Regions from separate parts of the Mus musculus genome. Here all the other regions are linked to region 1. The links are chromatin contacts, called in public HiChIP or PLAC-seq and promoter capture Hi-C maps. All regions are on one chromosome and are shown on one strand. Each heading gives the region's core, a stretch centred on a gene start, on an enhancer-like site or on the middle of the called end of the contact. The rest is flanking DNA. Distances are from core to core; before and after follow the strand shown.

The links. HiChIP or PLAC-seq counts read pairs in DNA pulled down with a chosen protein or histone mark. Capture Hi-C pulls out chosen DNA fragments and counts their contacts.
Region 2: a FOXA1 HiChIP or PLAC-seq map of pancreatic cancer cells shows a contact between it and region 1. The contact joins the promoter of Bmp8b here to the promoter of D830031N03Rik in region 1. A contact is called at or near these places in 1 of 39 promoter capture datasets (cranial neural crest) and 1 of 115 datasets of contacts at active chromatin or transcription factors (pancreatic cancer cells).
Region 3: a contact with region 1 is called in a promoter capture Hi-C map of pancreatic islet. The contact joins the promoter of Ndufs5 here to the promoter of D830031N03Rik in region 1. A contact is called at or near these places in 1 of 39 promoter capture datasets (cranial neural crest), 1 of 115 datasets of contacts at active chromatin or transcription factors (astrocytes) and 3 of 9 other capture datasets (adipose tissue, liver and pancreatic islet).

The regions. Positions count from the first base shown.
Region 1 is chr4:123,409,744-123,413,531 of GRCm38.p6, forward strand. It overlaps D830031N03Rik (RIKEN cDNA D830031N03 gene), which reads right to left and starts at 2,168. Exons shown (of 1, transcript NM_001167918.1): 1 at 1-2,168. The coding sequence starts at 964. The region is part of intron 57 of Macf1 (microtubule-actin crosslinking factor 1); the gene reads right to left.
Region 2 is chr4:123,103,126-123,106,913 of GRCm38.p6, forward strand. Bmp8b (bone morphogenetic protein 8b) reads left to right here and starts at 2,036. Exons shown (of 7, transcript NM_007559.5): 1 at 2,036-2,550. The coding sequence starts at 2,226.
Region 3 is chr4:123,715,994-123,719,781 of GRCm38.p6, forward strand. It overlaps Ndufs5 (NADH:ubiquinone oxidoreductase core subunit S5), which reads right to left and starts at 2,193. Exons shown (of 3, transcript NM_001030274.1): 1 at 2,120-2,193; 2 at 1-88. The coding sequence starts at 86.

The DNA of each region.
Region 1 (3,788 bases), core at 918-3,417:
CCTCAAATTTTAACTCAGACTCTGTTTTTTCTCTCAGGCTAGGTGTTATAAGCATATGCAATTCTGGATCCAACAGCTCTTCACTCAAGCAAGGAGAGAGAGGTGGTAGTTCCACTGCACAGGCAGTGTCCCCAAGGGGATACTGCTTCTCACTGAAGCCTCCCTTGGAGGAACTTTTCATGGCCCTGGGCCAGGTTGCACTTGAGAATCTGTGCTCCTGCATTTCATCTGTGTTACCACTTGCTGCTGCAGCTTCTGAGCCCAGAGGCTGGAATTCATGGGGAGAGCTCTCACTGTGCTGTTGGAATTTGAAGTCCTGGCAGTCTCTCAAATTTTTTACATTTTGCACTTCTGGAATATCTACAGATTTGGACATGTGTTCCAAAGTAACGGACTCAGACTGAGGTTCCCTGTGGTCAAAGTGACCAGAACTTTCTGTCAATGCAGAACTGGATTCTTTTTTCTCTTGCAAGGAAGGATTTGAAGCTCCAGCTTCTGATACTTCACTGAGAGAAGCCTCCATCCTTTCTGCAAATTCTGGGAAGTTGGGTGGCATGAAGGACTTCCACGATCTCCTGTTAACATTATCTTTGCGTTCTGCATTTGGCCGACGTCTGGGTGGCACGGGTGCTGACTTCTGCACATCACTGCTTAGCTTTAATGCATCAAATATTATCCTCTCATCCAGCTTCTTGCCTTCTGGTCCTCTAGCTTCAAAAACATTAGATGATGCTCCTAATGTACCATTGCTGGATATGGTACTTCCTTCCATCTTCTCCATGGTGCTTTTTGACGTCTGATTAAGTTTTGACCCCTGGTCAATCTGTTCATTTATCCTCATTGTATCGTATATAGACCGCTGTGGAACATAGCAATCTTCTATATAGCCATCCTCATCTTCCCCTTTACCCAGGCAGGTAGGGTTCCGCCTTAAACAGTCTGGCCTGCTAAGTGGCTTACCCATACTTTTTCAATAAAGATGAACCATCAATCTTTCAAAAGTTTTTTTTCCCCGCCACGGGTTCTCTCAAAATACATTCTACATGAATTGTAAGTCCTCTTACATGTTTATACTCCAAACCACCAATTGCATCTGCCTTTCAGAAAGATCTGGAAGTTCCCAATTTGAAACCATTTTGGGAGAAACTCTAATAAGACAAACAGGTTTTCCCTCACAGGCTAGCAGCCTCATAACTGCAGAAAGACAAATGATATTATTTAATCAATAAACATAAAACAAATACTTGTATGGCTTCTGGTTTTACTTTTCTAAAGCCCTTTCAAATTCAGTCAGCAAAAAAATCGTTTGATATTGACAAGTCTTATTCAATATCTAGTTTCACTCGATTCGCACCAAAGCTGAGTTGGAAGCAGAAAATGTATACCAACTATGTCCTTTATAACAATGGCACACCCTCTCTAGCCTTCAAGTATGGTCCAAGCTCCTAAGAATTCCTTTCATTTTATCCTGTGTTCAGCCCTAAAGAGTCCAGCTGGTCTGAATTAGCCATTCGTCCTCTCTAGTTGGGTGTTTGCATTTGAACAGGGCTGGTCAGCGGATATTCCTGCAACTTTAAACACAGGAAGTCCTTCATTCGGGGCCAGCTTGGGGCTTCCTGTCTCCAAAACATCATGGCATTGTTGTGGCTTCCAAGCCAACACTGTATCGTGGCCGCAAAACAAGGCGAGTGGAGGCCCACGCTGGGCCTTTCAGAAGGCGGGCAGGCTGCGGCAGCGGCCAAGAGGCAGTCTGGACTCACTTAGCACCGCCCGCAAACCCGCGCCATGCCTCGCGCCCCGGAGGGCCAGGGTCGCCTCACCGCAACCTTGCAGGTGGCTCCCGGCGGGCCGGCCTTGGGTCTAGCGCTCAGGAAGTTAGTTTGTCCCTCCGGCAGCAGTAAGTCCCGTGTCCTGTGGGCGCCGCCTCCCCGGCCACTGCAGGTCCCCGGCCCCCAGCCGCCGCGTCGTGGGCTGCATGACAAGCAGTCGCCTCTTTTCTCCACCACGCCGCCGGCCCTGCAGCCGTCCTCCCCGCCCGCAGCTGTCACGGTCCCGGCATGCAAACTTCTGGCCGGGAACAAAAGGCTCCGCTCCGGCCGCACGAGGGGGGCGAGCCCGCCTCTCTCACGCCGCGCGGCCCGCTCACACGCCGCTGGCTGGAAGTGCTCGGGTGGCGGGCGGATCTCCTCCCCCTTCTAGCCCCGCCACAGCCGCTGCCCCGCCCGGGCAGCCCCCTTGGAAGCCCGGGAGCGCGCGGCGCCGACTGCTAGGGAGGAGGACGGGGGCGGGGCCTATAGGGAGCCCCGCCGGGAGGGGAGGGGGCGGAGGCAAGGATTGGAGGCCAAGGCGGCGAGGGAGGGGCTTCCCGGGGTTGGGGCGAGGGACTCCAGCTCATCCCGCACCCCCTCTAGCTCACTCCCTCCTCACCCACGGGAGTAATAGTGTCCCCGCCTGCGAGGGTGAGAGGAGAGGGGCAGTCCTGGTCATGCCGGGCAAATCCCCTGACAAAGGAAAGCCCCGCCCTCACAACGCTGGCCCGGCCCCTCCGCCCCCGCTTCTTTCCAACCGGCGGGATGGGAGCCCAGCCCAAGGGCGAACCCAGAAGGGGCGCCCCCGCCGCCCCCACTACCAGCCGGTAGTGGCTAGGGCCACTCGGGGGCCCCATCTGCCGGTAGAGACGTACGGGCTGGGGTGGGCGGTCTGCACTATCCTAGGCTCCAGCTTTGCCGCCAACGACTATCCCTGTATTTTTCCAATGTCACCTCTGGCGCTGACCAAAGAACAGGCTAGCCTTAAACACAGTCTTTTCTTGGCATGCCAAGGAATTAAGTTAGACTCAGGAACCAAGTTATTGGATAAACTCTAGGCACAGTTTCCCTTCTCAAGTATGTCAGATCTTGGCCCATTTCGCCACCTGGATTTCTCTGCTCAGACTTCAGCGGTCTTAATGACCGGAAAATGGGGTGCGGGTTGCAGGGCAGTGGAGACTCTAGCAGGAACAGCCCATGACCAACACCTGGATTGGCTATAACCGCTGTGCACGTCCAAGGAAATCTGAGCCTCTGAAGGGCTAGATGAAAAGCATGAGTTCATATTTCAAGTCTCAAGAATGAAAATATTAGAGAAATGTGTTACACAATCCTGCAAACTACGTTCTGGATTTTAGGAAAGCTATCTAGAGACCCTGTAATTGTTAAGAAAAGTACAAAGCAACCCAGAAGACTGCCTGCCAGAGGTAGCTTGCATCTCTTTGAGGTGTAATACTTGACTCCCTTTATGATGGTCCCTCGGATTTCATGAGGATGAAAAAGGTCAGTTAAAATGTACAAAGTCCTGTTGGCCCAAGTAGTTAATATAGATGATAAAACTTATGAGAAAGTTATTTCTACTCTTCACACAAACAGTAAATAAAACGAGTCACTGGTGTGTGGAGATTTGGCAGTGAAGCTTGGAGCTAAGCCTTAAACTTACTTGAGGAGCCAGAAACTCCTTGGCAAAAATGAGGTACAGGCTGAAGCCCATGATCAGATTAGTCAAGTAAAAGACAACTTTGCTTGGCAAAATGTTTTATACTTCATTTCTCACTCCTAAAGAAGCTGATCAATTCTACCCACTCAAATACAAAGACTTTCCATCTGTAAACAGGAGAGAATACTTAAACATTGTATCATCTTATTCTAGATACCCTAGTCTTTAAAGTTAAAACTTCAGAAAGCTATCCAGAATCCTGTGGCTTCCTGGTGCAATAGTGCAAGACACTAGAACATTTTTCTACGAACCCAGAGTGA
Region 2 (3,788 bases), core at 786-3,285, 310 kb before region 1:
GACCAAGAAGCATTTAGCTACACAAGCAAGCCATGCCTCTGTCACTGTCCGTTGAGTCCTATTTATATGCCCTCAGAATATCAGGTGTTCTCCACGAGTCTTGAGTCTTAGCAAATTTCCCCATGCGTCTGTCTCAGCTGACATCACTCTGCCAATCAGCCTGAGTCCGCAGAAGTGGCAAGAAGCTGCACACACCACCAGAAGTTTCTGGTGCTTTTCTCTCTATGGAGTCCTGACAAATGGAGCTCAGCTACGCAGTGTAAGGTGGACCAATACACTTGTGTTGTTAGCAAGAGATCCTTTGTCATGTGTCTTTTCACATGCTTGCTTTAGCAGAACATCCTTTCTCCTGTGTCTGCTTCAGCTAAACATCCCTTTTCACCTGTGTCCACTTCAGGAAAAACACTCCTTCATGTGTTTAACCCAGCGAAAACACCATCCAACACTTTCCAGAGAACCCTTAAGGTTCCACTGCAAGCCAGTTTTAAATATTTGAGAAGTACAATGGCAAAGCATCATTGAGTACAGCAAATGGGGTCATGTTTTGTGTGGTAACTAATGTACAAGGCTGAGAGTTTAGCTCAGTGTTTGGGCATTCATTTAGCCTGTAGAAGGCTCTGGTTGCAATCCCCAGTACTGCAACGCAACACACACACACACACACACACACACACACACACACACACGAGAGAGAGAGAGAGAGAGAGAGAGAGAGAGAGAGAGAGAGAGAGAGCTCTACCCGCCTCCAGCATCAGCACCTAAGTCCATCCTCATTTCAACCTATCCTTGCCTTCAGTATCTTTGTTCTGTCTCACCTAGCCATTTTCAATGGTTAGTTGGCATATCCATTGTCTTTATGGGACTTTGAAATAGTATGGAAATTGACCTGTTGATTCGGTTATAAGACTAGTGTGTGCTTGAGGCACAACTGAAAGATTGCATTAAGGATTTAATTGACATTTAAATCTTTGAGGGGCTGGAGAGATGGCTCAGTGGTTAAGAGCACTGACTGCTCTTTCAGAGGTCCTGAGTTCAATTCCCAACAACCACACGATGGCTCACAACCATCCGTAATGGATTCTGATGCCCTCTTCTGGTGTGTCTGAAGACAGCGACAGTGTAGTCACAAACATCAAATAAATAAATAAATCTTTTTTTTTTTTTTAAACCGTTTAGGGGATCACATCAAGATGATTTTGGTGGTGTGATTTATTTGGAATATTATTTTGAATCCACGCTAAAGAATTCATAGTTGGTCAAAACCCTTATGTAGCGCACTGTCTGTTAAGCCCTTTAACGCATATCCCTCTTGGTAGCCTCTCCAGCAGCCAACCACCCAGTGCCTGAAGCTTTCTAGTTCCATTGTTGTGCGGCCTGAGGGAAGGTGTTTAAGCTCTGTGTGCCTGGGTTTCCCTCCCGGATACTCCAGAGTCAATCTGAGGTTGGATTAGCCAGCAGTGTGGTCTGTCTGGGCCTGGCAGAGAATAGCTTGGCGCACAGAACCAGCGCTCATCGGTGAAGGAGGCGTCTTCCCCGGACAGCGGGGAAGGCACCTAGCAGACAGGAGCGGCGGAGTCCGGGCCCTGGCAGCTTCTGGCGACAGAATGTGCCCCACCCTCGAGGCATGGTTGGCATCCGCCCCGCCCCGACGGCCAGTCCAATGGGCGCTTCCGGAGACATGTGGGGCCCACCCCAGCTCCCGGACTTGGGCGCTCTCCCAACTCTAAGCAATTCGCTCCAAGGTGCAGGTGTCTGCTTCAGAGACACCGACGTCTCCGCGCGGAGCCCGGAGTGTGCCCAGGCAGATGGATGGGGGCCCAGGACACCCATGATGGCTTCTCCCCGACCGGTGATACCTACCTCCGGGTCCCACTCGCTCCCTCCACCCCCACCTTTAGTAGTAGCGGTACAGACACCCTGTAGACGTGTGTCCGCGCTCGGGCCCGCCCCAGAGCCCCCATTGGTTGAGTTCACTAAGGGGAGGAGCCGAGGAAGCGCTCCGGGTTCTAGTCCCCGAAAGTCGGTCCTGCTCCGGACACTCGCTATTCCCTACCGCGCGGGCCCACGTTGCTCTGCGGGACCTACAGGCTGGGCTGCTGCCTGCGGAGCGCGTGGAGCGCAGTCGTCTTAGAGCTGCCCGCGACAGGTGCGAACTCGGGATCCGCGGCGCTGTCCCATCCTTGTCGTCGAGGCGTCGCTGGATGCGAGTCCGCTAAACGTCCGAGATGGCTGCGCGTCCGGGACTCCTATGGCTACTGGGCCTGGCTCTGTGCGTGTTGGGCGGCGGTCACCTCTCGCATCCCCCGCACGTCTTTCCCCAGCGTCGACTAGGAGTACGCGAGCCCCGCGACATGCAGCGCGAGATTCGGGAGGTGCTGGGGCTGCCGGGGCGGCCCCGATCCCGAGCACCGGTCGGGGCTGCCCAGCAGCCAGCGTCTGCGCCCCTCTTTATGTTGGACCTGTACCGTGCCATGACGGATGACAGTGGCGGTGGGACCCCGCAGCCTCACTTGGACCGTGCTGACCTGATTATGAGCTTTGTCAACATAGGTGAGTGTGCAGAGGGACCCAGGGTGTCCGCAGTCTCCACGTGGAGAGCGCATGGCTTCCTGTCTTGGAGGGACTATTCTAGCCATCTGACTGGGGATAGGCCTCTAGGAGCGTGAGGACCCTGCTTAGGGAATCGCTATGTGGCAGACTCATCACCCGGGAAGCAAGGACTACAGGGGTCAGGACTGGAAGGTCTGAGTGCTAGCGCAGGTTCCCCAGGCCTTGTCTCACCATGATGCCTAGGAGTAGTTATCTGGTGATGCCCAGGTCCCCTAGGTGGCACCGGAAGTCAGTCCTGGGGAGACTGATGAGTAAATGATGCTGTCACTGTGATAAAAGCAGCCCTGAAGAGAGGGACAAAGTTCAGTGTGGAAACCTGTGGTCATATCAAAGTGACCAGAGCTGACCCTCACGCCCGGATGGCGGGCTCTTTCTGTGTAGTAGGAACTGGTGGGTGGGGTGCAGTGTCAGGAGGTGGAGTGGACAGACTCAGACATGACTGTAGTCCTGTGGGCCTGGGCCCTAGCAGCTGGACCTTGGCCTGGCACGGAGAGTGTTCAGGCCAGTGAGTGACCCAAGGGGCAGCTGTGAGTCCATTCTCCCGAAGCGTGGCTCCTCCTTTCTCCAGGGACCTGTAGACATCAGGACCACTTTCTCCTACGAGTCTTAAAGGTCTTTTCCCCAAAACTTTTATCTGTAGCCATAAGCATTTACTGTTGGTTCAGTCCCTACCTGCTTTGCTCCTGTCTGTAACAGACAGCCTGGGGCTAGGACTGGGTACCAGGACTTGAGCTGAGAGCAGGGCAAGCAAGGAAGGGCCTTGGCATGGCCACCAGCCTCTGTACCCGAGGAGCTGCTCGCCCTCCCAGCAGGCACAGTCTCTTATTTCCCAGGCAAGGTGAGGAAAGCAGTGGCCGCCTGGAAACTACCTGATAAGGCCCGGGCTGCGTGGGTCTGCATCCAGTGCTCAGTTTTGTGACATTCCCTCCAGGGGAAGGAGAACTTTCCAGACTGTAAGCAGAGTGTGGGGGTGGGTAGCGGCAGGCCACCTTAAGGTAGGAAAAGGACAACCAAACCTCTGCTCTCTGCTCTACTGGTGGCTAAGGTGAGGTGGGGGTGGGAGTGGGGGAGGGGTCTGGGGGAGGGGGTGGGGGTGGAGCACAGTGAAGGACAAGAAGGTTCTCTGGCAGCACTGAGAGCCCATGGCTAAGAGGGGCTGCAGCCAGTGGGATCTCGAT
Region 3 (3,788 bases), core at 943-3,442, 310 kb after region 1:
TTCTTATAGGGCTGTTCTGCGCTTAGGAACATAAAGTGCCGGTCCAGGCTGATGCCCAGCTTTTTCTGTATGTCAAGGAAAGGCATGGCTGTAAAAGAACACCCAGGAGACAAGAGTGTGATCAAGTGACACGCTTCCGAGAAGAAACGAGGAACTTCATCTGCCAAGCCCGAGGCCCCAAATCTCTTCTCACCAAGCTTTTTGTTTTTCCAGATAGCATCCCATCTAGCCCAGGCCAGTTTTAAGTCACACTGTAGTGAAAACAGCCTTGATTTCTTCATCCTTCTGCCCCACCTCCCAACTGCTGGGATTACCAGCCTTTTTTTACTAAGATGGGCTCTCCCAGAGTAATTTGGGGACTTTCACAAAACTCATGGACTAAAAACCCAAATTAATTTTTTTTCTTTCTATGTATAAGGTTATTTTTTTCAAGGGTGAAAAAAATTGTTTTGACTCAAATAAACAAACTAAAAGCAAAACAAAAAACAAAACAAAACAACAACTCTCCCCCAAAAAAGAAAAATGAGAAATAATATAAGCACACTATTTATTTACATTGTTCTATACATTCTTTCCATCCCAACCTAAATGACACGTGTCTTTGGACACTCTCTTGTGTCTCTCCTTTTATAGAAGTAGTCTGTCCTAGGCTGGAGAGATGGCTTAGAGGTTAAAAGTGCATGCTGCTTTAGCAGAGGACTCGAGCTGGAGTCTCAGCAACCACTTTGGGTGGTTTACAAGTAGCTGCAGCTCCAGCTTCAGGGCCGTATGATGTGTCTGGCTTCACGGAGTAGCTACACTCACATGCCCACAGTCATACATCCACACATAATTAAAACTTTAAAAAGTACTTTGTCCACCGGGCAGTTGTGGCACATGACTTTAATCCCAGCACTTGGGAGACAGAGGCAGGCAGATCTCTGAGTTCGAGGCCAGCCTGGTCTACAAAGTGAGTTCCAGGACAGCCAGGGCTACACAGAGAAACCCTGTCTCGAACCCCCCCCCCCAAAAGTACTTCGTCCATTACTGTAACAGTCTATTTACTTCTATGTTTTTCCTACTGCTTTTGTTTTGAGAGCAAAATCGAGCAGATGCTAGTTAACTGCTAAAAATAAATGAACAAGTCAAATTAAAATTTTGTAAAAAAATAAAAAAAATCAGGAAATCTCAAACAACTTACACGTACAACTATAAAGCAGTGGATAGATTCTGGTGCTCAGTAGAATATGACATACATTAAGCAAAAAGAACATATGGAAAATACATAGTAAAGTTGACATAGAACAAAATAATCCCAAACGACAAATGTGCTTAAGAATGGAAAGCAAGCGCAGCACCCACATCAAAACCATCCTGTACGCGGACATTTAGGTGAATTTAATTTATAAAGCTCCCTCCCATTCTTTTAGTCATTTACTGTGTATGTCAGAGGCAAATGGGGGAAACGGCTCATCATAAGCACTGGAGACCCACACTGGGAACCTGAGTAAGAATTCGGGGGAGGAAGCCATTGGGAGAATAGAAAAAGTCCCAGAGGAGGATCTACATCGCTCTCTCTCTCGCTCTCTCTCTCTCTCTCTCTCTCTCTCTCTCTCTCTCTCTCTCTCACACACACACACACACACACACACACACACACACACACACACACAAACATAGACAACAGAAGTTATGACAATGAGGACGGACAGAGGCTCTGGAGCGGCTGCTGAGCCAAGTGCACAACAGGAAGAAAGTAGAGGGCTCTGGGGACCAAAATCAGGATGTGGTGCACGCCTTTAATCTCAACACTTGGAAGACAGAGGCAGATGCTTCTCTGTGAGTTCAAGGCCAGCTTGGTCTACAGAGTGAATTCCAGCCTACACAGAGAAACCCTGTCTCAAAACAAAAACAAAAAGGAGCGGGATGTCAGGGTAGGAAGGAGGCCAAGGCAGGAGTCCGGCAGACGGTGGATTTGCTCCGGAGGGCCGGGGGTGGGGGTGACGACCTAGTTACGGGGTGAAGGGAAGGCAGGAGGACACGCCCAGACCTGGGCCACCCACAGAGAGAGGAAATGTGTCAAGGAGCTAATCCTGAACGAAACTTCTTGGCTGTGCGGACACAGCAGCGCCTACCGCACCTCTGCAGTGCCCTTGTCAGGTCCCTGGTGCAATTCCCGACCGCCGGCTGCGGGAGGACGCAGACGCCTGCCGTAAAGGACGCCCGCAGCACGACATCTCCAGAGCGACGCCGTAAATCAACCACCGGCCGAGGAACTGTAGAAACCAAGCACAGCGGGTCTGCGCCTGCGCAGCAAGCAGCCCAGCCTCCAGACGCTGACAGCTGATAAACCGACTTTCCCCATACTACTGCGCCCGGTAGTGAGTTCTCCCTTTCAGCACTGTCGTGACCGTTGATTGTTGTGCTACTTGAGCAAGGTCACACTCGAGAAAGAGTAGTGCTTCCCTCACCCCAAGGAAATGTGGTGATTAAAGCTCGTGTGCCGTGACCCCAAAACTTGTGTGACTGTTTCCCAGTTTCACGGTGGCAGTTTCCCTTTTTGGTAATAAACATAATAGCCGGGCTGGAGAGACAGCTCAGAGGTTAAGAGCATTTGTTGATCTGGGAGAGGTCCTCGGTTTAACTCTAGATTCAGGGGACCCAACATAGTTCTTCTAACCTCAGCAATACCAGGAGCACACACATGGTGCACATACATGAAGACAAAACTCTCGCACATAAAGTAAATCTTAAAAGAAAGATAATAGTGCCTAACGTGGTGGCTCAGGCCTTTAAATCACAGAAATTAAGAAACGGAAACAGGTGGATGTCTATGAGTTCTAGGCCAACTAAGGCTACATAGTGAGATCTTGTTACAAACAAACAGCTATAGAGTTACTATAGGGACTTCTTTATACTGTGACATGATGAAAACGTTCTTTGATGTATTAGCTGACATTTGCACCAAAGCAATCAGAAAGCTGAGACAGGAGGATGTATCCTCTTGAGTTCAAGGCTGGCCTGGCCTATAAGACAGATGCTGTGCCTGCGAATGAACAGTTTCTGGAGAAAATTCCCGAAGTCCATGTGGTGGGTTCAATAGGAATGGCCCCCATAGATTCACGTGTGTGAATGCTTGCCTCATAGGCAGTGGCACTATTAGGAAGGGTGGCCTTGTGAGAGTATGTGTGGCTTTGTTGGAGAAAGTGTGTCACTTTTGGGGAGGGATTTGAGGTCTCCTATGCTCAAGTCAAGCCTAGTGTGGATTAGTCTCCTTTTGCTGCCTGTTGATCAAGATGTAGAAATCTCAGTTCCTTCTCCAACACCATGCCTTCCTGCATGCTGCCATGCTTCCTGCCATGATGATAGTGGACTAACCTCTGAAACTGTAAGCCAGCCCCAATTAAATGGTTGCCATGGTCACAAGTCTTTTTACAGCAATAGAAACCCTAGTAAGAGAGTCCACAATTTATTAATTTCATTCAATCACTCCAACTTGCTCCACTCACCCCCTTCCATCGGCTGGATGTCCCATATGAAACTGGTTTCAGTTCAATTAAAGTTTTCTGAGCACTCAGCCTGTGTCCAGTCAAATATTGGCTCATTATGGAAGTAGTGAACCATACTCACAAAGTTCTAATGGCACGGAACTGATGGCCACCCTTTCCAACCCACCCCTCTCCTTATGCCACTGTGAAGGCCTGCTTAAGGGTCTCATGTGCTCAAATGCCATCAGGTAACTAGCCCCTTGCAGTTCTAGGGCTAGAAGCCAGGGCACCATATGCTAGCACATTCATGACCAGTGAGCC